5 separate regions of the Mus musculus genome follow, and all the other regions are linked to region 3. The links are chromatin contacts, called in public promoter capture Hi-C maps. All regions are on one chromosome and are shown on one strand. The core of a region is the stretch at or near the end of the contact, and the rest is flanking DNA. Distances in the headings are between cores, read along the strand shown. Region 1 overlaps Kirrel (kirre like nephrin family adhesion molecule 1). Region 2 holds the start of Cd1d1 (CD1d1 antigen). Region 3 holds the start of Arhgef11 (Rho guanine nucleotide exchange factor (GEF) 11). Region 4 holds the start of Dclk2 (doublecortin-like kinase 2). Region 5 holds the start of Mef2d (myocyte enhancer factor 2D).

Evidence for each region. Promoter capture Hi-C pulls out the DNA fragments that hold promoters and counts their contacts.
Region 1: a contact with region 3 is called in a promoter capture Hi-C map of hippocampal neurons, with 2.6 times the contacts expected there. The contact joins the enhancer-like site here to the promoter of Arhgef11 in region 3. A contact is called at or near these places in 2 of 39 promoter capture datasets (embryonic stem cells and hippocampal neurons), 1 of 15 datasets of contacts at CTCF or cohesin (large pre-B cells), 1 of 115 datasets of contacts at active chromatin or transcription factors (embryonic forebrain) and 1 of 9 other capture datasets (liver).
Region 2: a promoter capture Hi-C map of embryonic stem cells shows a contact between it and region 3, with 7 times the contacts expected there. The contact joins the promoter of Cd1d1 here to the promoter of Arhgef11 in region 3. A contact is called at or near these places in 15 of 39 promoter capture datasets (the 3T3-L1 cell line, 3T3-L1-derived adipocytes, the C10 cell line and 9 more), 1 of 115 datasets of contacts at active chromatin or transcription factors (forebrain) and 3 of 9 other capture datasets (adipose tissue, liver and macrophages).
Region 4: a contact with region 3 is called in a promoter capture Hi-C map of hippocampal neurons, with 5 times the contacts expected there. The contact joins the promoter of Dclk2 here to the promoter of Arhgef11 in region 3. A contact is called at or near these places in 5 of 39 promoter capture datasets (hippocampal neurons, liver, neural stem cells and 1 more) and 2 of 484 Hi-C or Micro-C datasets (both in embryonic stem cells).
Region 5: a contact with region 3 is called in a promoter capture Hi-C map of hippocampal neurons, with 5 times the contacts expected there. The contact joins the promoter of Mef2d here to the promoter of Arhgef11 in region 3. A contact is called at or near these places in 4 of 39 promoter capture datasets (embryonic stem cells, hippocampal neurons, liver and 1 more) and 1 of 484 Hi-C or Micro-C datasets (embryonic stem cells).

Annotation. Positions count from the first base shown.
Region 1 is chr3:87,096,785-87,101,199 of GRCm38.p6, forward strand. It overlaps Kirrel (kirre like nephrin family adhesion molecule 1), which reads right to left. Exons shown (of 16, transcript NM_001170985.2): 3 at 958-1,122. Among named protein-coding and RNA genes, the nearest start is that of Gm24472, 32 kb to the left of the region's middle. Within about 2 kb of position 1,762, at least 49 of the 459 cell types and tissues checked have an H3K27ac peak or open chromatin away from gene starts, as enhancers often do. A contact at or near this core is called in hippocampal neurons, where this site is marked.
Region 2 is chr3:86,996,728-87,001,608 of GRCm38.p6, forward strand. Cd1d1 (CD1d1 antigen) reads right to left here and starts at 2,602. Exons shown (of 6, transcript NM_007639.4): 1 at 2,465-2,602; 2 at 1,906-2,178; 3 at 1,345-1,623; 4 at 611-889; 5 at 1-59. The coding sequence starts at 2,525.
Region 3 is chr3:87,614,936-87,619,690 of GRCm38.p6, forward strand. Arhgef11 (Rho guanine nucleotide exchange factor (GEF) 11) reads left to right here and starts at 2,624. Exons shown (of 40, transcript NM_001003912.2): 1 at 2,624-3,857. The coding sequence starts at 3,826.
Region 4 is chr3:86,918,050-86,922,489 of GRCm38.p6, forward strand. Dclk2 (doublecortin-like kinase 2) reads right to left here and starts at 2,835. Exons shown (of 16, transcript NM_027539.5): 1 at 1,701-2,835. The coding sequence starts at 2,121.
Region 5 is chr3:88,140,819-88,145,531 of GRCm38.p6, forward strand. Mef2d (myocyte enhancer factor 2D) reads left to right here and starts at 1,554. Exons shown (of 12, transcript NM_001310587.1): 1 at 1,554-1,856.

The DNA.
Region 1 (4,415 bases), core at 512-3,011, 520 kb before region 3:
GCTGTAATGAGGGCCAGGTATCTTGACTCTTTTTTTTTTCTTTTTCTTTCTTTCTTTTTTATTTGTTTTTGTTTTTGTTTTTGTTTTTTTTGAGACAGGGTTTCTCTGTATAGCTCTGGCTGTCCTGGAACTCACTTTGTAGACCAGGCTGGCCTCGAACTCAGAAATCCTCCTGCCTCTGCCTCCCAAGTGCTGGGATTAAAGGCATGCGCCACCACTGCCTGGTTGTATCTTGACTCTTTACCAAGAAGTGCTTCTAAGGGTTTCTGTGCTATCTGTGGGATATAGAGGGCTGGCGCTCTTTGTCTCCAACGGAATCTTTACGCTTTCTTCAGCACCGGCTGTATAGCTTGTGCTTAACAAATGCTTCTGGAATAATTAAACAAGAAGGTGCTTAGGCTGATGGTGTCTAAGCCGACACGGACCATGTAGGGGGCAAAGAAAAGCACGAAGCGCTCAAAAGGCAGACAGGGAAGGAAGAGATGCTGTAATTATAACTAAAACAAAAGCAAAAATAAACCAGAAAGGGCAGACAGTGCCCGAGCATACCATCTCGGGCATACAGGGGGCAGGGCAGGCTTCGCTAACCCAGCTCCTCCTGCATGACCTGTCTACAGCGCCCCACCGTGTGGGTGTGTCCCTGACTCCATCTAAAGCTCTCAATGTAAAGTCCTGTTTCCCTTGATCTCCCAGGCTGCACACCACCTTTCCTGGGCCAATTCACAATCTGAGGGAAGGAAGAGTTGGCAGGTAAGAGTGACAGACCTGAGGAGTCAGGAACAAGGAGAGGGAGCGAAGCCAGGAATCTAGGCTGAGAGCAGGGAGTAGGATTTCTGGGGGCTGGAGGCTGAGCAGCTACCACGCACCTTCCTTTCTGCTGCGCTGGGGATCAGACTCAAGGCCTTGCACATGCTAGCTTGCACTCTACTGAAGGTGCCATCCCAGCCCACTACTCACCTTTGAGGCCCTGGCCCATACCCAGGGCCAGCCCGTCCTTGGTCCACTGTACAATCCCAGAGTAGTTAAGGAGCACACACGGGAGCACCGCCCGCTGTCCGGCCACCACAGTCTGATCAGCTGGCTCCTGGCTGAAGCGAGTCTGAGTCCCGGGCAAAGCCAAAGCTAGCAGTGGGAAAGACAATGAGTGAGGAGGGTTCCTCACAGTACCCCATTCTTACCCTGCATCCTGTGCCACGTAATTCCTTTACTTCATAATCTCTGGCTCAGGGCCCCAGGTATAGGTCTAAGGTTCTGGAGGGCTTAGCAACCACAGAAATGGTTTGGCACTACTTAAACGTCTTTGGATTGGTCCTGATCCAATTTTGACCATTGACGTCCAGGGAGCAGCGCTGACCTAATGACCACCCCCACCCCCACCCTTAACGGCGGCACTAGGTTAGAGTTCAAGCCCTTGCTGTCCAGGTCCTGGGCTGTTCTCCACAACTCCTGCCTCTGCCACCTCCCCTCAGAATGTTCATGGATGACACATCCACAACAAAGGAGACTCTCAGGCCACTGTCCCTTTCTCCCCGTGCCGTGTGGGCCAACAGATGTGTTCATCTTTACCAGGACAGCATGTCTACTTGTGTGCACTGACGGTTCCTGGGCAATAGTGTACCCAAAGCCGAAGAGCCCTGAATGCAATTCATGGAACGCTGGCCCTGTTCCATGTGTTTACCCTTGACCCAAGGGCTGGGGCCCAGGGAGGGACACACTGATACATCTTGCATGCACACAGCCTCCTGCACCATGGGAGCTGAGACAGTGTGGGACTTTGTTCTGTTCTCCCTCTGGCTCCGGGAGCCACACATGGCTGCCTGGCTGGCAGCTTGGCCGGGAGCATTTGATTAGAGAACTGCAGAGTAATTGCCTTTAATTGTGGAGCCTAAATGGAGTAGGGAATTGGATTGCGGATTTCTTCTCTCTTGCTCCCACCAACGGGCTTGCTTCATCACTGGCTGGTCCCAGTGGTGCGTCAGGCCTCCTGCACACTGTGCACAGCACGGGTGTGGGCATTAGCATCCTACGATGGGCTATAGGGAAGCAGAGGGACTTTTGAGCGGGTGGCAAAGGGTTAAGTTGGAGGCTTCCTTGCCACAGCTCCAATGGGTCAGCCCAGGCAGTCAAAATAAGCTCTCTTCAAAGCTTTGACTTCTGGTTCACCTCTCCCTCCAGGTCCCTGGGTCTATAGAAGCCACAATCCAACTCCTCCCAAACCTAGCCTCTCTATTCCTCCTCTCCATTTCAAGACCTCCCTCCCACTCAGCAGAGAGGCTTCTCCCAGTTCTTGTTCTGGGATCAAACCCAGGGTGCTCTACCACTGAGCAACACCCCAGCCCGGAGTCCCTAGTCAACCCACTCCTTTCTTTTCTCCCCTTCTTTCCAAATGTGGTCCCACATTCGCCTTTCTGGAAGGTCCTCCTAGGCTGCGTCCATAGCCCCTGTGCAGGCATAGCTTGTCCCACCACTGAGCCTCGCTGTGGCAGCTCTAGCGACAGGATTTCCTGTCCAAAGCCGTCAGGGATTATGTCCCTGTTTTTGTCCTCGGGAGGTAGCTTGTTGGTGGAAGCGTTTGCCCTATCTGTTCCACTAGAATGGAACTTCTCCTCATTTTGGGTCTCCTGGAATCTGGTGGCCAGAATAGGACACAGGGGCAGGCTCTGTCCTTGGTTAAGTGAGACAATGAATGACTTTGGATCTGAGTGGGGCCAGGATGTTAGAAAAAAAAAGGTCCTTTTTTGAGTGTGTGTGTGTGTGTGTGTGTGTGTGTGTGTGTGTGTAAATGGCTCCCCAATTCTGTAGAACTGGCACCCCATCCTGTCTCTTAAAGAAGAAGAAGAAGATTAGGCCCATCCACATCTCCAGAGACAAGGTAGCAGGTGTTGAGATCCGGGAGGAAGGCTTGGTCAGGTGAACAGCTAGTGTTATCAAGTCAAGCATTTGCATATATGATTAGTTAAATTTATTCATATCCTTGCACGTTCTTGAGTGCAGCTATGTGCTACAAACTCTGTGCTCCTGTTTCTGTTCCTCACGGACCCTAGAGTCCAAGTCAAGGGCTTGTGAGAGGCATGGCCTGTGAACTTGGATCAGAGTCTGGTTGATATTTATAGCTTTTCTACATGAAGCCTGAGTGATGGTCTCTTACTGGCATCCCCAGAAGGCGGTGGGCAGCTGGCTGGGTGTTTATTTGCAATGAGGTCAATGGGCCTTTGGTGGGATGGCGGTGGGACACACCTGGAAAACATGGATCTCGCTGAGGTGAGAAACAGACAGACCTGACCTGGCGCTTCCTTATCTGGTCCTCTGCTTGCTCACTGCGAGATGACAAGTCTGGGCGAGTCTGCCAAGCAACCTTCCTACTCAAAGGCTGGGAGAATCAGCTTAGGAGAAGACTCAAGCTTTCCAAGGTCTCTCTGCATCACTTCCCAACCGAGTGGCCCTGGCCAAGCCACCCTCCGAACCTCACATCCTTACATGAGAATGATAATGTCTCCTCCCCGAGCTTCTGTGAAATCAAATGTGGTGCAGTGGATGCCAGGCCTACGAAAGGCTTTTGCCCGTACCTACTAAATAGCTGTGAACACTATTTACCCCTGAACAGCTGGACAATCAGAGGTACACACTAGAGACTCTTCCAGAAACCCAAGAAGGAGTGACAGAGGATGGTGTCTGCTTCTCTGTGACGTTTGAAGTAAAATCTTTTTTCTTCTTTTTAAATTTAGCCCCAGTGGAAGCAATTTAGTCTCAAAATGGAATGGAAGCAATGACCGGCAAAGTCCGACGATGAAGGAAATGTGGGGGAGGGGTGTTCCTCCAAATTTGAATCCACAGGAAGACCACTTTCTGTACCAAAGTCACAGGCAGTATTTGGTGTCCCCAAACAACTCTGCAGCCAAGACAGCATATGGGGGGGGGGTGGAAGAGAGAGAGAGAGAGAGAGAGAGAGAGAGAGAGAGAGAGAGAGAGAGCACAGATGTCATGGGTAGTACTTAAATCAACTTTTGACTAGAGAAAACTATAAGCCTGACCTAACTTTATTCTACTCTCTAAACTCTAGATAAAGTAGGTGTTTAGGTCACTCTTCCTGTCTTCATGAAGATCCCTGGAAAACACCACTCTCTCCTTTGGGATTCAAAGAGTCGCCTCTTCTTCTGGGATGCCTCCCATGGCTGTCTTACATTACTTAGGAACCAATCTATTGGCTTCTTTTCTCCGCTATAGTAGGACCACACTGCCCAGCTCACCCATCTCAGCACAGCCCAGGGGCTCATTTTTTAGTCTGGATTCTGTGGCTCACAGCCCTAAGCTACATCCCTTGGCATGGGGCCTGACTGCCTGGCACATAAAGGTGCTCTAAGCATGTCCAATCTTGCAGAACTTCTTCAGGAAAAGGCAGGGCACTATCTCCCCCT
Region 2 (4,881 bases), core at 1,352-3,851, 620 kb before region 3:
CACCACTAGCATGATCAGTACTATGAAGACGATCAGGCCCACGGGTGCTTGCCTGGCATCTGGTTTGGAAGAATACAATGTATCTCTCAACAGAAAACCAGTACATGTTTCAAGTTCCCCATTCTAATTTAAAGTATATCCATTCCATTTCTCATGATCAGGATCTGGCTACTGTGTGAATCTGGGTAGTTACCCTATCTTAGCATCAACGTCTTCATTCTTAAACTCAAAATAACAACACTTGCTTCAAAGCTAAGGGACAAGTGGAAGTAGGGGCAGCAAAATGTCCAGTGCTCACCCAGGACACGCCCAATATACTGCAGCTATGCCTTGGGCCTTGGGTCCTCTCTACTGGGGAATGGCTCTTCCCAAACTTCTTTATTTGCCACTGACCTCTGGATCTTGTCAGTTTCTGGGTCTTCTTTCTTCTTATACAGAGAACATCTTATCTCAAGTCTTTTGGGGTTTCTTTTTTATCTAGAATTCCCTCCTTCTAGCTCTTCTATAATAGTTAGGGGCTTCATTTCTGAATCTAGATCTGTTCAACTCCCGCTCCATGTTTGATGGCTGCCTCTGCTCACTGGCAACCCAGGCTCCAGTTCTTTCTTACCCCAGTAGAGGATGATATCCTGTCCTCCTAGGCTGCTGTGCTTCACCCTGCAGGCCAGGCCAGCTTCCTCTCCAGCCTCCACATCCAGGGTTGCTTGAAGATACCATGTCTCATCAGCATTTGGCAGGAAATCACCTCTGTGAGTACCCTGTTGCTCCTGGTCACCCCGCATCCACATCACCCACACAGGTTTTGGGTAGAAGCCAGAGACATGACACACCAGCTGCCTATGGCCATGTGCAGAGCTGGGGACACTGGACAACCAGGCCACTGGCTTCTCTGTACTCATCAAGAGAATAAGAAAAAAAATTTAAAGCAAGACATTTTATATTAGGGGCTCCAGGTCTCCAATCAAGTTCATGCTTCCCACAGGTCCACCTCTGGAGATGAAGTTGCCTATTAGTTTAATCCATTTGTCTCCCTCTGGCTAGGAAGACCATCCCTGATACTTCTACCCCCCTCCCTGATCTGAGTCTCCTGTAGCCCTCCTCTGTACTCTGGAACAATCTGAATTTCAGCTGGTACAGCCTGCCTCAAATATGGCATGGCTCAGTTTTCATCCCCAGTTTTATTTAACTCAATTTATAGAACCCAAGAGTGGCTGTCAGTGAGAAAATAAACCCCACAGGCCTTACTCATCTCTTCCTAGTCCTTGCCCTTCCTCTACAGCTGACAGTGATGTAAAAACCTAGATGGATCCAAGTGGAGAGCCAGGGTGAAAATAGCCAGCTGACCTTGCTTCTCTAGGTCTGACTTCCCTGCCTCTAGGAGACCACGGACAAATAGGGGGCAGGTGTCATTCAGGAGCATCTGCACGGTTGCACTTGTCCCTTGATCAGCGTTGAGCACTTTGATGGGCAAGTCTAACCAAGATGGGGCCCCTGGGACTGTCTGCCAGGACGTTCCCCAGAATCTCACGACATATTTTCCTTGAAATGCTACGTGTAAAAAGCTTTCCGAAGCATTCCCAGGGTACATTTCACAGCCCGCAGACAGCTGGATCTCAATGGGATCTGTAAGGAGGAGTAGGCAGAGACCAAAGAGTTCATGATTAAGGGATTTGGAAGAAAGGAATTGGTATGAAGATTATCGTTAAGTGCCAGTTGAGGAAAATGATCATGGTGCCCTAGAGCAGAAATGGGCTATTTTTAGAAGGGACAAGGGTTACTTTTAGACAGAAGTAAAACCATAAGGGTGGACAGAGAAGAGAAGCTATGCCCGATGCCCACAGTTATCCAGCTGGGGTCTGGATCACTCCTGCCCACTGGGTTCAGGGTTCCAACCCCTCCACTCACAGTCTTCTTTAGGTGACATCATTTTGACTAATTCCTGTATGTCCCTGGTAAAGCTGACTCGATAGACTTGAAACATATGCTGCAACTTCTCCCACTGCTGGTTACTCAACTTGCCCTGGGACCATGGCTTCGTGAAGCTGATGGTGGCTGAGTCATTACTCCAACGGTGAGTCTGCAGATCCCCCAGCCAGACCACGCTGTCTGTGCGGGACCAGCTTCTGTTTGCAAAGGAAGACATCTGCAGGCAGCGGAAGGTGTAATTCTTTTGCTGGGCTGGAAACAAAGGAAAAGGAAAGAACTTAGCGAGTGGGCTCAGTCTGAGGACAGACTGCAGTAGGAAAAAGCTCAGCTTTAGCTGCGCTTGCGGAAGGAAAGGCAGGCTCAGTGTAGTTCTGAACTGAGCTAAGCCCTGAGCCGCAGCCATACATTGCTCCTCCCACTGTTGTTGCAAGCCGGGAAGCCCACCTCCACCCGCCCACTACTGCACAGAGCTTGTAGCCAGCCTCTTTCTCCCTCCCTTCCTCCCTTCTCTAGATTGTGTGCGCTTTTACTCACTCACCTTCAGATTGTCCCCAGACCTGTAGGAATGCCCACAGCAACAGCCATGGTAGGTACCGCATAGCGCCAGAGTTCTACACAGCCCTCGGCTCCGACTTCTGCGCTTTACTCTGCTCCCGGACTGGTACACAAAGGCTCTGGGGTTTTTGGTGCAGAGCCAGCAAAACCCGGAAGGACGCGCAGGCACGATTGGTAAATTACTCTTTGACAAAGCCAAACCCCCTGGTAGTTGAGGGTTGGAGTGCAGCTTTACTCAGAACCGCTACGCAAACCACTTTTAAACAAAACAAAACAAAACAAAACAACAACAACAAAAATGTCTTTCCGTTATACTAAAGAATGAGGTTGAGACTATCGTCTCAATATCGAAAGCAAGACAAAATTGTATTTCGGTTACAACTCCGATGGTATTAAAAATGCAAGGGGAAAAATAGAAGGGACGTTTTGGTCTAGCTAGCAGGGGCTGTCTGCAGGTGCTCCATTTACAAGTTTGGATCCTCCCAGATATCTATAAATATCACATTAAAATAATGATAATGATAATAATAGATGTGATTCTTCTAGTGGTTCATTGAGAGGATAGGACTAGGCGGGTTAAGTTCCTTCATAGCTTTCGTATGCCCACAGTTTCCCATGTCAGATTCTTTTTCCCCTTACCCTGGTTTCTTTTCTCCCTTGCCTTACCTGCCCTCTGGCTGTCCCCGACTCCATTTTGGGAGAGTACAGGCATATTTTATTTTTAGTTTTTATTTTGTTCTGTATATTGTACTGTCATGATTTGCGAAAATCGAAGACTTGTGTCAGTCTGATGTGAGGAAAAGCCAAAAGTGACGAGATGTGCCCCCTCGAAGCGCTTCAGCACAGCGAAAACACGGGCCATACACCTGCAGACAGATGTCTTTCCCACTCACTCGCAAATACCGAACCTCTTGTTTTTGAGAACAGAGGTAAGATTACAGGGCGCGCCTGTGAGTTTGTAGGGCCATTCCCAACTTCTCACGCTTAAAACAAGTAGTGACAAAAACAGTTGCTCAAAATTTCAGTTACTGTGAGAAAGGAGAAGTCATCCTTGGTAAATCGTACTCCTGCAGCAAGCATCCTGATACCATCTTCCTCGTTCCTTTTTAGTCACCCCGTTGTATGCTTTGCTCTGTCTTTTTGCCTTGTCTCCTAAGTAGGCCTCTTCTCTATGTCTCTACCCTTAACATAACCGCAACCTTCTGCTTCAACTATATGAAATACCTTCCACGAGGTAGGAAAAAACCCCATCATTGATCGGTATAGCCTCTAGGATCATTCTGCCCATGCTCTGGCTTGCCTTGGAGCATCGTTTGGGACCCTACTCTAAGTCTCACATGCTTTCGTCCCTTAGATACAGCTTCTTCCTCAGATCTCTGCACAAATAGACCCCTTGGGGACCTCTGACCTCCAAGCGCCTGCCTAGTGTCCACTCAGACTTCAAACTCCAATGTAATTTTCTCAGAGAGCCTCCTCAAGCTTCCCAGACAGTGTGAATAAAGACTGGAAAGCTAGCCAGCCCATCTCCACACACTGGGCGGCAGCTATCTTTGTTGGCCTTTCTTCCTAACACATAGGCCTTGTCATTACAGAAATGTTAGTTTGACCCCTTCGCTGTCCCAGCTGGAGGCTTGTCAGAACGCGAGAATCACATTGCCTAACCTGACTCCTCCCATTCTGCCTTCACCAACCTTCTCTCCTGGGCCCCAGTGTTGTAAGAGTCCTAGAGGGCAGGCTTCTCCCTCCTGGCTGTGCTCCTGGAGGTGGCTCTAATCCACTAGACCTGATTTTACTGGATATTGCTCCCAACAGTTTGAGAAAAGTTTTGTTAAAAAATAAAAGGTTAAAACAATGATTATTTTTTATAGTTCAAAAGCATGATTTTTTTTATCACAACAAACTTATACCATTTCCCTCCATCCCTTTACTTCCTCCAACTCCTCCCTCATAAATTTAAACAAACCCTCCCTCTCCAGTTGCTTTTGGTCGTGGTGTTTCAATCACAGCAGTGGGATTCTAAGACAACCTCTCTTGACCCTCCTTTTGCTTTCCTAGTTTCTGTGGTTACTCCAGTTTATATGCTCTCAGCTCAAGTTTGGGAATCGATGAAAGAGAGATGAGAGGGCATGCAGCATTCGTCTTTGGGGTCTGGTTTATCCCACTCAGTATAATATTTCCTTGTTCCATTATCTACCTGAGAACTTCATGATTTCATTTTCCTTTATAGTTCCTTGCTCCTCTTCAATAAAGTATCTGCAGTGCAAGCTAAAGCAGTAAGGCAAGAGAAGGAAATTAAAGGGATAAAAATAGGAAAAGATGTCAAGCTAACCCTATATGCAGATGACATGACATTCCAAAAATACCACCAGAACACTCTTAGAAATGATCAACAGTTTCAGC
Region 3 (4,755 bases), core at 1,374-3,873:
CTTTCTTTCTTTCTCTCTTTCTTTCTTCCTTCCTTCCTTCCTTCCTTCTTTCCTTCCTTCCTTCCTTTCCTCCTCCTCCTCCTCCTTCTTCTTTCTTCTTTCTTCTTTCTTCTCCTCCTCCTTCTCCTTTTTCTCCTTCTTCTTCTCTTCCTCCTCCTCTTCTTCTTCCTCCTCCTTTTCTTTCTTTGTTTTTGTTGTTTTGTGTTTTTGAGACAGGGTTTCTCTGTGTAGCTCTGATTGTCCTGGTACCTGTTTCACAGAGATCCACCTGCCTCTGCCTCCTGAGCACTAAGATTAAAGAAGCATCCTACCACGCCTGGCCTGAGATATATATATATTTTTTCTTAATAAAGTCATTTGAAGTAGGAAGACCCACTTTTAATCTGGATCTTTTGAAGTTGAAAGATCCACCTTTAATCTGGGTCATATCTTCTAGTAGCAGCCTATATAAAGGACATGGAAGAAGGAAGCTTTCTCTCTCTGCCTGCTTGATCTTACTCTTGCTGGTAAATCCATTTCTCCACTGGCATTAGAGCTTACTTCTTCAGGATTCTGGTATATAGTGAAGACCATCTGAGACATCCCGCCTTGTGGACTGAATGGCTACTGGATTCTTATTTTGGCCCTCCATTGGTAAGACAGCTACTGTTGGACCACAACCAGTAAACCAGTCTAATAAATCCCATATGTGACTGCTCAGAGATTGTGGGCAGCCTGAGATACTTAGTGAAAACACTATCTCAAAACAAAGATACAAGCATCTGGAGATAAGGCTTAGTAAAAACATGCATGGCAAGTACAAGTTCAACCCTACTGTGTGACAGACATTTCCTGAGAAGATGTAACCAAGTATCTACCCACTCCAGAAAGGGACTAAGAGCAGAACACAGTATAGAGACCACCACAGTCCAATTTGGGGAACCAATGAGTCTTATTAGGGCTGCTTACAGAAACGTGGGTAGGGTCTTTCTTATAGGAACAGAAATGACTTAAAGACAGTAGCATCCCCAAAGAGCATCCCACCAAAGCTGGAAACCTGGAGCACACTGCACACTCTACAGCAGCTCACCATACTGTAGTGTTCTCTCTAGGTAGGTAGCTCAGTTGTTCTGAGCCTCTTCCAGGCTGCTTAGCTGGTCTTAAAGTTGGATTGTCTGAGGATGATTCTAAATCGTTCTTATTGATTACATATGCTTGGGGAGGGAGGGGTCTAGTGAATCTAGTCAGTTTCAGGAACCTTCTGAAGCTGTTTTGAGTTTGTACTTCCTGTCTGAAGGAGCTTCTCCACGGGATAGCATGTTTTACCTCTCCTTCGAACATTTTGCCTAAAAAATATGTTTCGCTTCCCTTTTCATATCCTATGTCTTATAGGATTTCTCTCCAAGAGAGAAGGTTCTGAGTGGAAACTGCTACCCAGCAACCCCCTAGAACACACATAAAGAGGCTGAGTTTGGGTGGCTGTGAACTTGCTCTCACAATGCTGAGAAGGGTAAGAGGGTGGCACTTACTCACCAGCCATTCTTGGCCTACTCAGCAAGCTGGGGCTGTGGAGAGAGACCAGGCTCCAGAGAAGGGGTGAGGTTGTTTGGCATTTGAGGAAGAATGCCACCCACACTTGTCCTCTGGGCTCCACAAGCACACCTGTGGAAGAGCGCAGCAATTGTTAAGGTTCAGATGGCAAGCACTCAGAAATTTCAAGAAGTTGTTTCAAGAGTCACAGTGCTGCTCCCCACGGTTATAGAAACAATATCAACTCCAATAGCTCTAGTGGTAGAGGTCAGTAGTCCACCGTCCTCATCCATGCGGAGATGGGTTTTTGCTGGTGCCTCTGCCTTTAGGGGTTTGTACTCCTAGAAGTAACCCCAATAAATCCACTGGCTGTTGAGAACAGGCTTCAGTAAAACTGTTGGTGCACTATCTAATGTTAACAGATGTCTGGTCTCACCAGGAAGTCACATATTACACACACACACACACAAAATAACAAAGTGTATTCATCAACCTGTACTGGAAAAGTCTCCTTTTTACTTCAATCTTTACTTCTGACTTCCGACAGTTACTTGAAGAGATTTAGAAACCGTGATTTCACGAAGGGGGTGTGTGTCATCGAAATAACATTGCCCTGCAAAGGCTTTTGCATTGAAATTAAAAGGCAGAGCCATACAAGATACCCAAGCTAAATCGAGTACAGCCGCGAGGGGAGAGACGGTGGGTGCTCAGAGGGGCGAGGGCACAGCTAAGAGGGTTCCTGGTAACTTGGAAAGGAGCGCGACAAATGAGTGAAAACGGGCAGAGGAGGACGGGACCGCAGCGAGAGCGCAGACAGAGGCGCGGCCAGCGGACACTGCGGAAACAAAGGTCGAGTCTCTGGGACAGCAGCACCGGGAGCAGCTAGGCCGCAGCGCGCGGACCGGGGGCGCGCGGGGCTGTGAAAGGGCGGGCGGCGCCAAGGAGGAGCCAGCGGCCGGCCCGGGCGAGCGGAGTCCGCCGTGGCGGGGCTGTGGCGAGGCGGGGCGAGGCGGGGCGGTGGCGGGGCGGGGCGGAGCGGGGGTGGGGCGGAGCCGGCCGGCGGCAGCGGGCTTGGCCTTAGCGAGCGAGCGCGCGCGGGGGCGGGGCCGGAAGCGCAGCGGCCGCGACGCGGACGCCGGGAGCGGCCGAGCGGGGAGGCTGTGGCTGGCGGGCGGGTGGGCACGGAGGCCGAGGCCGCGGCCCGGGCTCTCCGCGCCGCTGTGGAGGGCGCCCTGGCCCTAACCGAGCCGCAACAATACTAGGAGCGGGTCGCCGGACACGATCGGCGGGCGAGGGGGAAGCGGGACTACCGCTCCAGAGCGCTGCGGCGAGAGAGACTTTCGGAGCCTGGACGTGCTGGAGCACACAGAGCTGACTGAGGAAATTGTCTGAGAAAAAGGCCGATCTGAGGCTGGGTTAGGTGGAGGAACCTGCAAGTCGAAAGGGAAAAGAAGGTTTAAGATTTCCTGGGGGTTTGGCCAATGCTACCGTTTTGAAGGTAGAAAGCATTGCGCTTCAGGTGTTTTGTGATTGTTGTGTGTGTGTCTGCACAATTGGTTCATTTCAGAATTCAAAAACCTTTACTGTAGAAGAAGATGGTTGTTTTGTTTTGATTTTTAAAAGAAATCCGCAAATTTTGCTTCCCAGGGCTGCACTGGACCGTGTTGTGTACATACTGCTGTGTGGTTTTATTTATTTTAACTGTGCAAATCGTCTGGAAGATTTTTCTCCCAAGTGCCATTTCGGATTTGTTCAGCCTTTTTGTTTTGTTTTGTTTTGTTTTTGTTTTTCCTTCCCTGGAATAATTCTGCTGTTGGCATTTTAAGCATTTGGAAACCAGAGATTTTTTTTTTCAACCTTTGGAGCTTAAGGCTTCCCTGTCAACAGAAGGACAGCTGGGGAAACTGGATTGAAAGGATGGCTTTTATCTGTCTGCAACTAAGACTGATATTTTGAAGTCAGATTCTTTCTGTGGTTCAGTTTTTAGCCCGTAGGGCTAACCTTGAAGAGATTTGTGGTTAACAGTTTGGTTTCTAAGAAGGTCATAGTTTTTCCTCTCTTTTTTTCTTTTCATTTTCTTTTTTAAGACGAGGGAGGGGAAGGTTAAGGGTGAAGGAAGGAGGAGACCATGTTAACCGATAGAAGCAGAATAGCACTGCAGTTACCAGGGTCCTGACAGCTGGAAGAAACAAGGATTCAGTCTTCAACTTGGGAGGCCTTCCTCTCACCTTCCTTCAAAATTGCAAGGGACTCAGGCCTGATCAAGACGCCCAAAGAAACTACAGGATTCCAGAACTGTGGAGACACGGAGAAACCATGAGCATACGGTTGCCCCATAGTATAGACAGGTATGTTTAAATAATTGAGGATTTTTTTTTTCCAACACTTATTAAAATGACTGGGGGGGAAGTGTTGTGTTTGCCTGGCTGGGCTGTGGGATAGATAGGCTGTGGTCTATGAGGACTGTCAGTGTGTCAGTATATATGTTTCTGTACCCTCGGTGTGTGTTCATGTTCAAAATGTACCCCATAGTTGTGTGTCCTTTCTAACCAGTAAGCAGTGAGGCTGAGAGGAGGGGGTGATGCTTGCTGTGGCTTTTACCTTACACCAGGTATAAGGCTCACTCTGAGTCCCCCAGCTTGCTAGCCTAGGGATCAGGTTGGACCAAACCTGCTCATGTGAACCCACAGGGCTGAGTGGGGACTAGCTTTAGCTATCTGGGGAGGGTCGGGGGACGGCTGACAGGGCTGGGAGCCTCCATGAGGCTGATAGTTATGGAATGGTGGGGCACAGTGGTAGGTAGGGTGGTTCCCATTTAAAATGAGGAAGATGCTGTTGCCTGAAATGTTGGGACAGTGTCACCAGTGTCACCAGTGGTTGATAGAGCTCGGAAATGTTTAGGCCACATTAGGATTTCTTCTTCCAGTTGAGAGTTTAAATTGAGACCTACCAACAGGCTGATTGATGCTCCAGGTTTAATCTTCCAAGCTGTTCTCAATAAGCTTGACTCTGCAAAACAGGCCTTCCCTTTGCTTGAAGCCGGAAGGAGTTGTTTTGGCTCCTAGGCCCTTGAAATCAGCTGGAAGCACATGATGCCCCTTCCCCCATGAGCTGGGTCTGGCTTTGCAGTACAACTTTGGTAGGTGTCTGCCTGGCCATCCCTTCCCCTTTCCCTCTTCAACCCTTCCTCCTTAAAAGTCCTCTATGGAGGTGTGTTTTGTGGATATTCTATACGTCCTAACTGGA
Region 4 (4,440 bases), core at 1,585-4,084, 700 kb before region 3:
GCTTCAAGCTGTTAGTCACGAGTCATCTGAAGGTAAAGTAGGTTACTTCACCTGAGGACCGGTGAGGGGCAAGTGCTTGTGAAACAGGCAAAGTTGAGCCTGTCAATGTGCGGCCACTCTGTCTGACCTGGGGTCAGAGAAAACTGGAGGCAGGAGAATCTCTCCGAATTCGAGGTCAACCTAGTCTATATAGTGAGTTCCAGGAGAGCCAGAGCTACATAGTGAGACTTGTCTCAAGAAACAAACAAAAGTAAAGTGGCCCTCTGTTGCCTTCATTTTACTGACACATCCTCTTCTTTCAGTCTTTAAGACCAAAACTCACTACCAAGGCAATGTGTGAGGTAGCCTCTTCTACAAACTTACACACAAGAAGATAACTTAATTTTAATTGGGTTGTTGTGTAGCCTGAGCATTGATAAAAGTGACAGAGAAACTCAGCCACTTTAGGGACTTGTCAGAATGGCTAACTTTTTTTTTTTTTTTCAGAAGTGAGGCCTATTAGAAAATAGTAACCCTGCTGCTTAAGTTTCCTCATCTGTGAAAGGGAGAAAATGCCTTTAGACATAAGCTCATGCTGAAATAAGAAAGCAGCTTAGTTCGGGGATCAGTTTCCACCTCTGACAAGCTCATGTGGCTATGGCTACACGGAATGTACTATCTGCATTAAGAACGATGCCTGAGAGCTAATTATATGTAAACACTCCCTCAGTACACACTGAGATATCTGCCTGATCTTTTGGGGTGTTTGGAACTAAAAATTGGGTTCTTTAACTACCAGCCACCCTTTCCTTACTAAAAGCAAAAATGAAAAATACTGCAAGAACTCTAGAATGACCAAACCTATTGGCACGAAGTCCCTCTGATTGATGCATGGTTGGTGTGCCAGGATTCCTAATTTCTAACAGGCCTTTGCTGCTGGGTCCCAAGACCCTACCATTCTTACTGTTACTCTCTTCATGGAGAAGACAGAGAGACTCACCTTGATTCACCTCGTTGCCAACCAAATGTGGAAAATCCTTTAAACAAGGTGGCTTTCCATTTTGGCTACACTGAAATCATCTGAGGAACTTTCAAAACTCTAAACGCCCAAGTCATACCCTAAACCAAGCACATCAGAATATCTAAGGGGTGGGGCCGGGTCCGATATTTTAAAAAGTGCCCAGCACGGTCCAAAGTGAAGACAGGCTGAGTGAGACTTTTTCTGTGCTGGCTTGCCTCTCTTGATCTCCAGTGCCTTGTGCCACACATGAAACCAGAAAAGCCAACCTAGAACGAGTCAGAACGAGCTAGCTGTGCACAGAAGGTACAATGGGATCCCAAACACAGGAACAGCACAGGTACTGCACTGGCCTCTACCAAAGGTTACCCAGCGCCTCACTGGAGAAACACGCTTTCAAACAGTTTGCCCTTCCAGCAAAAATAAGTTGGCTAATTTTACAGCCATCATTGTTTGTATTTGTCTCTGATCATTAGAATTTTCTTCCGTTTTTAGAAGGCCAATCTCTTGGGAAGGAGATAATGGGTGCACCCCAACCCAACACAAACGACCGAGGAGCAGACAGTTCCCGTGGCTGCCTAGAAAGCAAGCGCCCGGCAGGCTGCCCCAGCGCAGGGCGGGGAAGCGCGCTGGCCGCAGCCACTGCACCTGCCGCTGTGCACGGGGCCGCACCTGCCGCGCCGCGCCCGCCCCTCCTATTTACCTTCCAGCAGCTCGTCCAGGCTGGTGACCTTCCGGCTGCCGTCTATGGTGTAGATGGTGCGGACGCCCTGGGGCAGGTTCACATTGTCAGACAGTGAGCGGGTGAGCTCTATGAGGAGCGCATCGAAGGAACGGAAACGGTCGTTGGAGATGGCAAAGACCAGGCCTTTGAAATAGCGGTCCCCATTCCGGTAGAACCGCGCCTTCTTGGCCTTCTTCTCCGAGCTGAGGGCCTGCAAGGTCCGCGTGCGGTAGAAGCTGCAGTGAGCACTGTGCGCCGGGCTGGGGATGAGCCCGTTGCCCTTGGGGCCAGAGATGCTGCTGCCCCCGGAGGAGCTGGGAGCCCCTCTCCGTGACCCTGGCCGCGGCCTTTTGTCCCGTTCTTCAAAATGTTCCAGCTCAATGCTCCTTGTGCTGGCCATCGCGGCTGCTCGGGAGAGCTCTCCACAAATTAATTAATTAATAAAAGGACGTCCCAACCGCCCCGGCCGCAGCGCGCCGCGATCTAGGCGCTCCGTCCCGTCTTAAAGCAGCGGGACACCTGGCGCGGGCATTCGGGCCATGCTCGCAGGTGGAGCCGCTCAGCCAGCTAAAGGCGGCCGCAGCGCGCAGCAGCCCAGCTCATTGTCCCGCGCGCCCTCGGTCGCCGCCGCCAGCTGAGGAGCCCCACGCCCCCCAAGCGCCTCCTTCGCCGGGCCACGCCTCACAAGTAGCGCGCGGGCAGCAGGCCGGGAGCCGCCAAGTTGAACGACCCTAGGCTGGCCCGGGTTCGCATCCGGCCTGCGCTCTCGGGCGCGCTGAGTGGAGGAAGGAAGCGGAGGGGGGAGGGGCGCGAGCGTGGGCGAGGCGCCTCGGGGCTGCCCGGCGCGGCCTGGGGTCCCGGGTTCCCGCCGCCGCGTCGCGCGCGCCCAGGCCCAGTCCACGGCCGGTGCGCGTCCCTGGCCGGGGATCCTCTAGAGGCGCTGGGCCCCTGCGGGAAGAGTGCAGCCGCCTCCCACGCACGCACGCCCACGGGCATCCGCGCTCTCGGCCGCCTGTCAGGGCCTGGACCCCGGAGGACACCCTCTGTCCCTTCAGGGACACCACAAACCACACCGAGAGGGAGATGGTGAGGAAGAGGGCGGCGCCGCGCGAGGAGCGGCTCTACGGTCCAAGGAGGCCCCGCCCGCCCGCCGGGCTACCGGAGCTGCGCGCTCCCGGGCGTGACCGCGCTGCGCGCTCCACAAGCGCGGGGGCTAGCGCAACCGCGCTAGGCAAAAGAAAAAAAAAAAAAGCCTACAAAGGAAGGAGACTCAAGGGCAGCAAGCACATCCTTATCCTGCCTCCTGGGGAAAAACCGAGGCCAACCTAGAGCAGAAATACAAAACATAGCACTAGGTTTGGATGCAATATTAGTTTTTTATAAACGTCTGATTTATTGTTTAAATAAAAAATCCTTTAGGCAGAAAAAAAAAATCCTTCACACTTTCTACTGCAGATTCGATAACACAGTAGTTCCAGTAACTTTGAATGAATACATGACTACAAGTTATTGGTTTCATTGAATCAAGTATTTGTGGAGAGCTTGCCATTTGCCGGGCATTAATCCCATCACTGGGGATGCGCGAGCAGAGAACAGAACCTCTGTGAATTTACCCGCGCTCACGTGTTCATTCTGAGCTGCTCACAGAAGTGGACTGACAAACACCCATCATGCAAGAAAACCTCTTCTTAAGTGGATATCTGGCCCACAATAGACATGTTTCAAGAAATTTTTGAAACGTCCGTTATTTCACTTTGGTGATGAAGCTCAAAGGCATTTGGCCCCAACCTGACACATGAAATTAATGATTCGGCACCCGGTTCTTCAGCAGCCCTAAACAGCTCCAAACTGTCCTTGAAGGTAGGGCGACAAAAAACGCTTTGCTTGTGATCGACTGGAACAGCATAAAATAGGAGTGGGTAGAAACACAACCATGAGCACCGTGAAGCAAATCCTTCCTCATAGACCTAGTTGGCCAAAACATGAGAACGGATGGAGATAGAGGGGCAAAAAAAAAAAAAGTTCCATGGGCATCCAAGATGACTCAGTAGGTCAGGTGACTCATAGAACTGCCAATCATCGCCAGATCCCACGTGGTGGAAGGGAAGCATAGACTCCTGTAGTTTATCCTCTGACCCCTGCATGCATGCCATGCCAAGACAACACAGTAAATAAATCTAAAAACTTTTGTGAGGAAAAAAATTGTTCCTGAATTCTATTTCTAATGCAAATGAACTGGGAGAAGGCAGGCTTCAAGGAGGCAACTACTAATTAATCTGGGTTGCTTTATGGTTTAAAGTTTATAGAACCGTAACACGTTTTCCTCTTTCGTGCAAGTGCAGAATGTCTACAGTGAGATGTTTAGAACTGGCATGTATTTCCCTCGCTGGGATATTCCCTGCATCTCAGAAACCCTGTCTGACCTGCTAGCTGTTCACCTGTCTGGAGACTGTTTGGGTCTCTCCTGGACTGAGATCTAGTTTAAGGTGGCTTTATGAAGACAGGATGGCCACAGGCAAATAAGTCACCTTCTGGAAGCCAACCTTGACCTCTCTCTCTCTCGGCTGTGAATTACCGTTCTATAACTCCCCTTAACCCTAACATTTACTTGAATAAAAAATCGGGGGAAAATACTTCATTTCTCATCTATTGGCAATTCAAGAAGGAATTAAATCTCAAAACATTCCCTCGTTCACACATTAAAATAACCCCTTTCAGC
Region 5 (4,713 bases), core at 304-2,803, 520 kb after region 3:
GAGGTTCCCCACGGGGAGGGCACTTTCCCATTCTGCTCCCACCATAGCCACAAGCAGGAACAAGGCTGTGTTCTCCCAGGGCTTGGGGAAGGGCAGATGCCTTCACTCAAGTCTTGGGGGCAAACCAGACTGCTCAAGGAGTACTGGCAGCTCTGTGCCCCCACCCCCCATACTACTAGGAAAACTAAGGAGCAACATTTGGGGACCATGTGTGATCCTACATAAATCAGGCTTCTGGAAGGAGGGGCAAAGTGGAAGGGTTGAAAAGGGAGGCCGAGGGACTAGAAGCCTACGTGCTTCCTGTTTAAGGAGGTACATATATGCCTCCAAGCTCTTTGCAGAATAGTCCTATTGAACTGGCCCACTATGAGCCTTTTCTGAACTCACGCAGGCCCTAAAAGGGCTCATTTTCAGCTGAGCAGCCCGTGTGGGTCATACAGTGCAACACGAGGCACTGTACTAGTCTACTGGGAACTAAACTCACACCAAATTCACAAGTTATGTACCTGGCCTTACCACCTTCAGCTTACCCAAGAGGATGGAGAGTTAAGAGATGTGCTTTGCTCTTTTCAGAAATAGTGGAAAATTTTGAACCAAAACAGTCTGACTCCGAGATTATAAATTTTCTAACCCACCACTTGTCGCCTCTTCTCATCTCTCCCACAAGAAGCCAGAACAGGGACTTTGTTCAGTAAAGCAGACCCTAGCTTGTTGAAGAACCTCTTGCTTCTGTTTTGCTAAGGCTTTGAAGTCCACGCCAGACTCTGTCATTTCCTCAAGCTCCAGGTAGAGCCAGCCGAGGACTTGTTAGTGACAGGATGCGGACAGGAAGTCTGACGGGTTAAAGGTCCAGAAGCAATGGAGCGCACAATCTTGTTGTGAAGCACTTAAAAATTCACCACGCCCAGAGGCCGTCGGGGATTTTAAAAGATTTTTTTTTTTGAGAGAGTTATATTTCTTCAAGACAAGGCTTCTGGATGTTTCCTGTGAGGCAAGGGAGGTAGTGGTTGGGGTCCCGCCCCTTTAAATTGCCCCCTCCGTAGTTAAGTGCGCTGGGGCCCGCAGGCACTAAAAGATTAGATCACCCGAGAATTATGCACTGTAGCTTTAAATGTCTGGGCGTCAACCGAGCCGGGTCAGGGGAAAGGAGGGGACCTGTCACAGGTAGAGGGAGCAGCGGAGCTCCCCAGGTAACCACGAGATAAGAGAGCGCGATCTGGCTTCGGAGCTTTGTCACACAGTAAGTGTAGGAGCTGGGGCCTACCAACACTCTTATCTCCCCAGAACTTATTTACTTAGATCCCTGCCAACTCTGGAGCTGGGGTGCTGAGGTACCCGCAGCCTCGCTCTGTCCCGCAGGCGGAGGGATCTGGGCTCCACGCGCCGTGGTCGCGCGCCCCAAAGGGGTGGGGCGCAGGCCGCGGGCAGGGGGCGGGGTTGCGTCCCAGGCCTCCCTGCCAGGCCCCGCCCCCAGCCCTGCGGGGCCCTCCCATTGGCCCCCTGCTTGTCCATCACTCTCGTCTTTTCCCCCCCTCCCATCTCGCAAGCTAGGCTGCGCGGTGCCTACGTCGGCCTCGAGTCTGGGGCTGGAGGAGTTGCCTTTGGAGCCCGAAAGGAGGAAGGAAGCAAAATATCAACAACCGTCGAGGCGGCTTGGGCGCTCGGCTGCGTGCCTGCCGCCCGCCGCCGCCGCCCCCGCGCGCACCAGGGGGTCCCGGCCCTGTGGCGCCGCCCAGGCCGCGTGGACGCGGCGCCTTCGCTGTTTCCCGTCGGAGCTGCGGCTTCGCGTAACCGAGGATTCGGCGGACCGGGCCGAGGCTCCGGGCGCCGTGACACCCCGTCCCCCCCACGGGCTGGTGAGTCACGACGCGCGTCGGCCCCTTTAAGAACCCCTCCCCCACGCCGCGCGGCCGGGCTCAGGGTGGTCTGGAGCGCGAGGGGTGTACGGGCGCCCTGGCACGAGCGTCCCGGTCCGGGCGGGGCGACGGAGGCAGTGTTGGTGCTGGGGTGTCTGCTGTGACAGCCGCGCCTGGTACCCGAGCCCCCGTCGCCTCGCGCCTTGGCGGGCGCAACGCACGTGGCTCCGGCCGCGATTTCGCGCCCGTGGGGGCCCCCTTGGTCGGGCGTGTCAGCAACGCCGGCTGGAGAACCCCTGGACAGTAGTTTGCAGCTGTTAACACCTGGCAGGACCTCTCCAGGCCTTTCTCTTGGACGGTGCGGTGCGGGCCGAGTCAGTGCGAGTGGGGTTCGAGTGGTGAGGCTGGCCCAAGGGACTACTGTGCTCCCGGCCTCCCACCTCAGAGATGGGGCAGGGAGGCCTCCCAGAGATTCCATCGAGCCCTCGGGGTTCCCAGTGGCCCTGGACTACCCAGCTTGTCCTGAGTGCCAGTTCTGCCTACGACTGACCGGCACATTGGGGCCAGGCTAGGGGAGTACAGTGGGTGGATCCCGTTCCCTCCTGCCCTACCCGTGTGAGTTTCCTCCGAGGCCTGTTTGGCTGTGTGAGTGGTGGATCTTACCCCTCCCCCTAGCCCTCAGTGGGTCTGAGCTGCCTGACTGTGGGAAGTTTGCCGTCTGGGACGGTGACCTTGGGCTGCTCTGGCCGGATCTCGGAGAGGAGCCTACTGAGTGCGCTTGGCCTTGGGAGCTGTCCACCTTCTGTTCGTCTCCCTGTATCCGCGGTAGGTATCCGCCGAGGGGAGCATTGGCGAGTTACCTGACAGTGTTCTCAGACACCCAGCTTCTGGCCTCTGGCCACCGAGCCCCAGTGCTCAGCCTGGCTGTCCCAACTCCCATGGCCTTGCCTGTGAATGAATTTCCTTCCTGCGTCTTCCAGGATGGGGGTGGGGTGGGATGATTGTGGGAGTGGCTGAGAACCTTGTTATGTAGGGTGGTTGGGGAATTCTGGAGCTTCTGTAGAGCACTTTTCCCATATACCCCAGAAATGGACACTGAGGCTTTGGGATTTCAGTGGTCATGTTCTTTGTTTGTGACTGCTGTGCCCTTCATACATAGACCCTGTGTGTGACTGCTGCGTGTACTTTTAGGGAGTCAGGAGCTTTCATTCATTCCCATACTTACCAAAGTGGTAGAGCATTTTACTTAAGGTCACACTTCAGCTTTTGTATCAGACTTATGTCTTCCCTCTTTCTGCCATATATTTCATGTAGGGAGAGACTCTAAAGATTAAGAATAAAGACACAACAAGCCTTGCTCATGCAGGCGTGAGCCTAGAGAAGAAACAGGACCCAGACAGAAAGTATGGGAAGCCTCGTGTTGGGGGATGGGCACAGGGCTTGTGCTGCCTCTGCTAAGCCCAGTGGCTGGAACAGGGTGTGGGGGACTTGGACAGGAGGCAGGTGCAGGTTGCCCATCCCCCTCTGTGTGGTGATATGGGGCTGGAGGGCCCCAGCTCTCTGCTCTGGCTCTCTAGCTTCTAGTGCACCTCCTAGGCTGGGCGATGTGACAGGCTGGCTGGCTGCCGTTATATAATCTCTCTCCAGCAGGTTTTTTTCTTTCTTCTCCTGGTCTTCCTTGGTGGTGTGTTGAAAGGTAGAGGCAGTCTCTCCAGGTTGGGAGCTGGACCGGGGGATGGGTTTAAGTTCACTGAGGCCCTGCTCTGACCCTGCTCTGGAAAGGGGCCTATGCTGCAGCATCCTTGGCCCTTATGTCCTTGGCCTGGAGGTCTGTCCATCTTCCTAGCTTTATCTTCTGTGCCAACTGAGTTTCCTGTTCTCCATGGTTTTTCTGGCCTAGCACAGGTCCACACTAGAGTTGAGTTGGTAGGCTGGCTTTTTTCTTTGTTGCCTCCACTTCTCTGTCCCCTACCTAGACAATTGTGTGGCCTACAGAAGAGCTGCAGACAAGGGGGACACTATGAGTCACAAGTACAGTTGGTGTTGTCCAGGTTCCCTAATGGGGCTGATGATCTGAGGCAGGCCCAAAGCCATCGGCCAGGGTCAGATCTAGGGCTGTGGATCTGTGGTGGTGGGCTCTCCCCAAACCTTGAGACCTTGGCCAGGACACCTGGCCTGAGAAAATTATCTCCCTTTACAGGGAAGTGGGAAGGAGGAATGGTCGCATGCCGCACAGCCTCCGCATCGCTGTAATCACTGGTGGCTTTTATGGGGCCAGAGTCCAGCTAACCCTCTCTGTCCTCCTGTCCTAGTTTGGTGACTTACTCATTGGGGAGGGGGTGGCATTAGCTGCTAGAAGCTGTGCTATATAAGCAGACATCTGGCTGTGTGGTGGCTGACATTGTCTACACAGTTAAGAGAAGGCTGGATGGAGCCTGGATATCAGAACTTCCATTGAAACCAGGTTAGGGAAAAGATAGCTTTTAACTTGGCCAGGAAAAAGAGGGGAATCTCAGGCATTCTCCAGTGACTCTGCTAAAAAGGCTGTTGACCTTTGGCCTAGTGGGCCGGTGCTATTTGGCTCCTGGAATATTTTCTCATCTCTCCCTGCCTAGGACAAAACATATTCTGAGGAGTTGTCCTGGAGCTGTGAGAAGACTGACCTCTGAGCCCCCTCCCCAGAAATCCTGCTGAGGGGCTCCTGTGGGCTCCTGTGGGCTCAGCTGCACATGGCAGTCTGCAGCAGGTCATGGAACACATACGGGAAGGTGTGCAGTGCACCCTTGGGGTGCGACACCCACAGAGCAGCTGTTGCACTGTGGGGGGTGGGGTGGGGGCAGTGGTGGTAAAGATGATT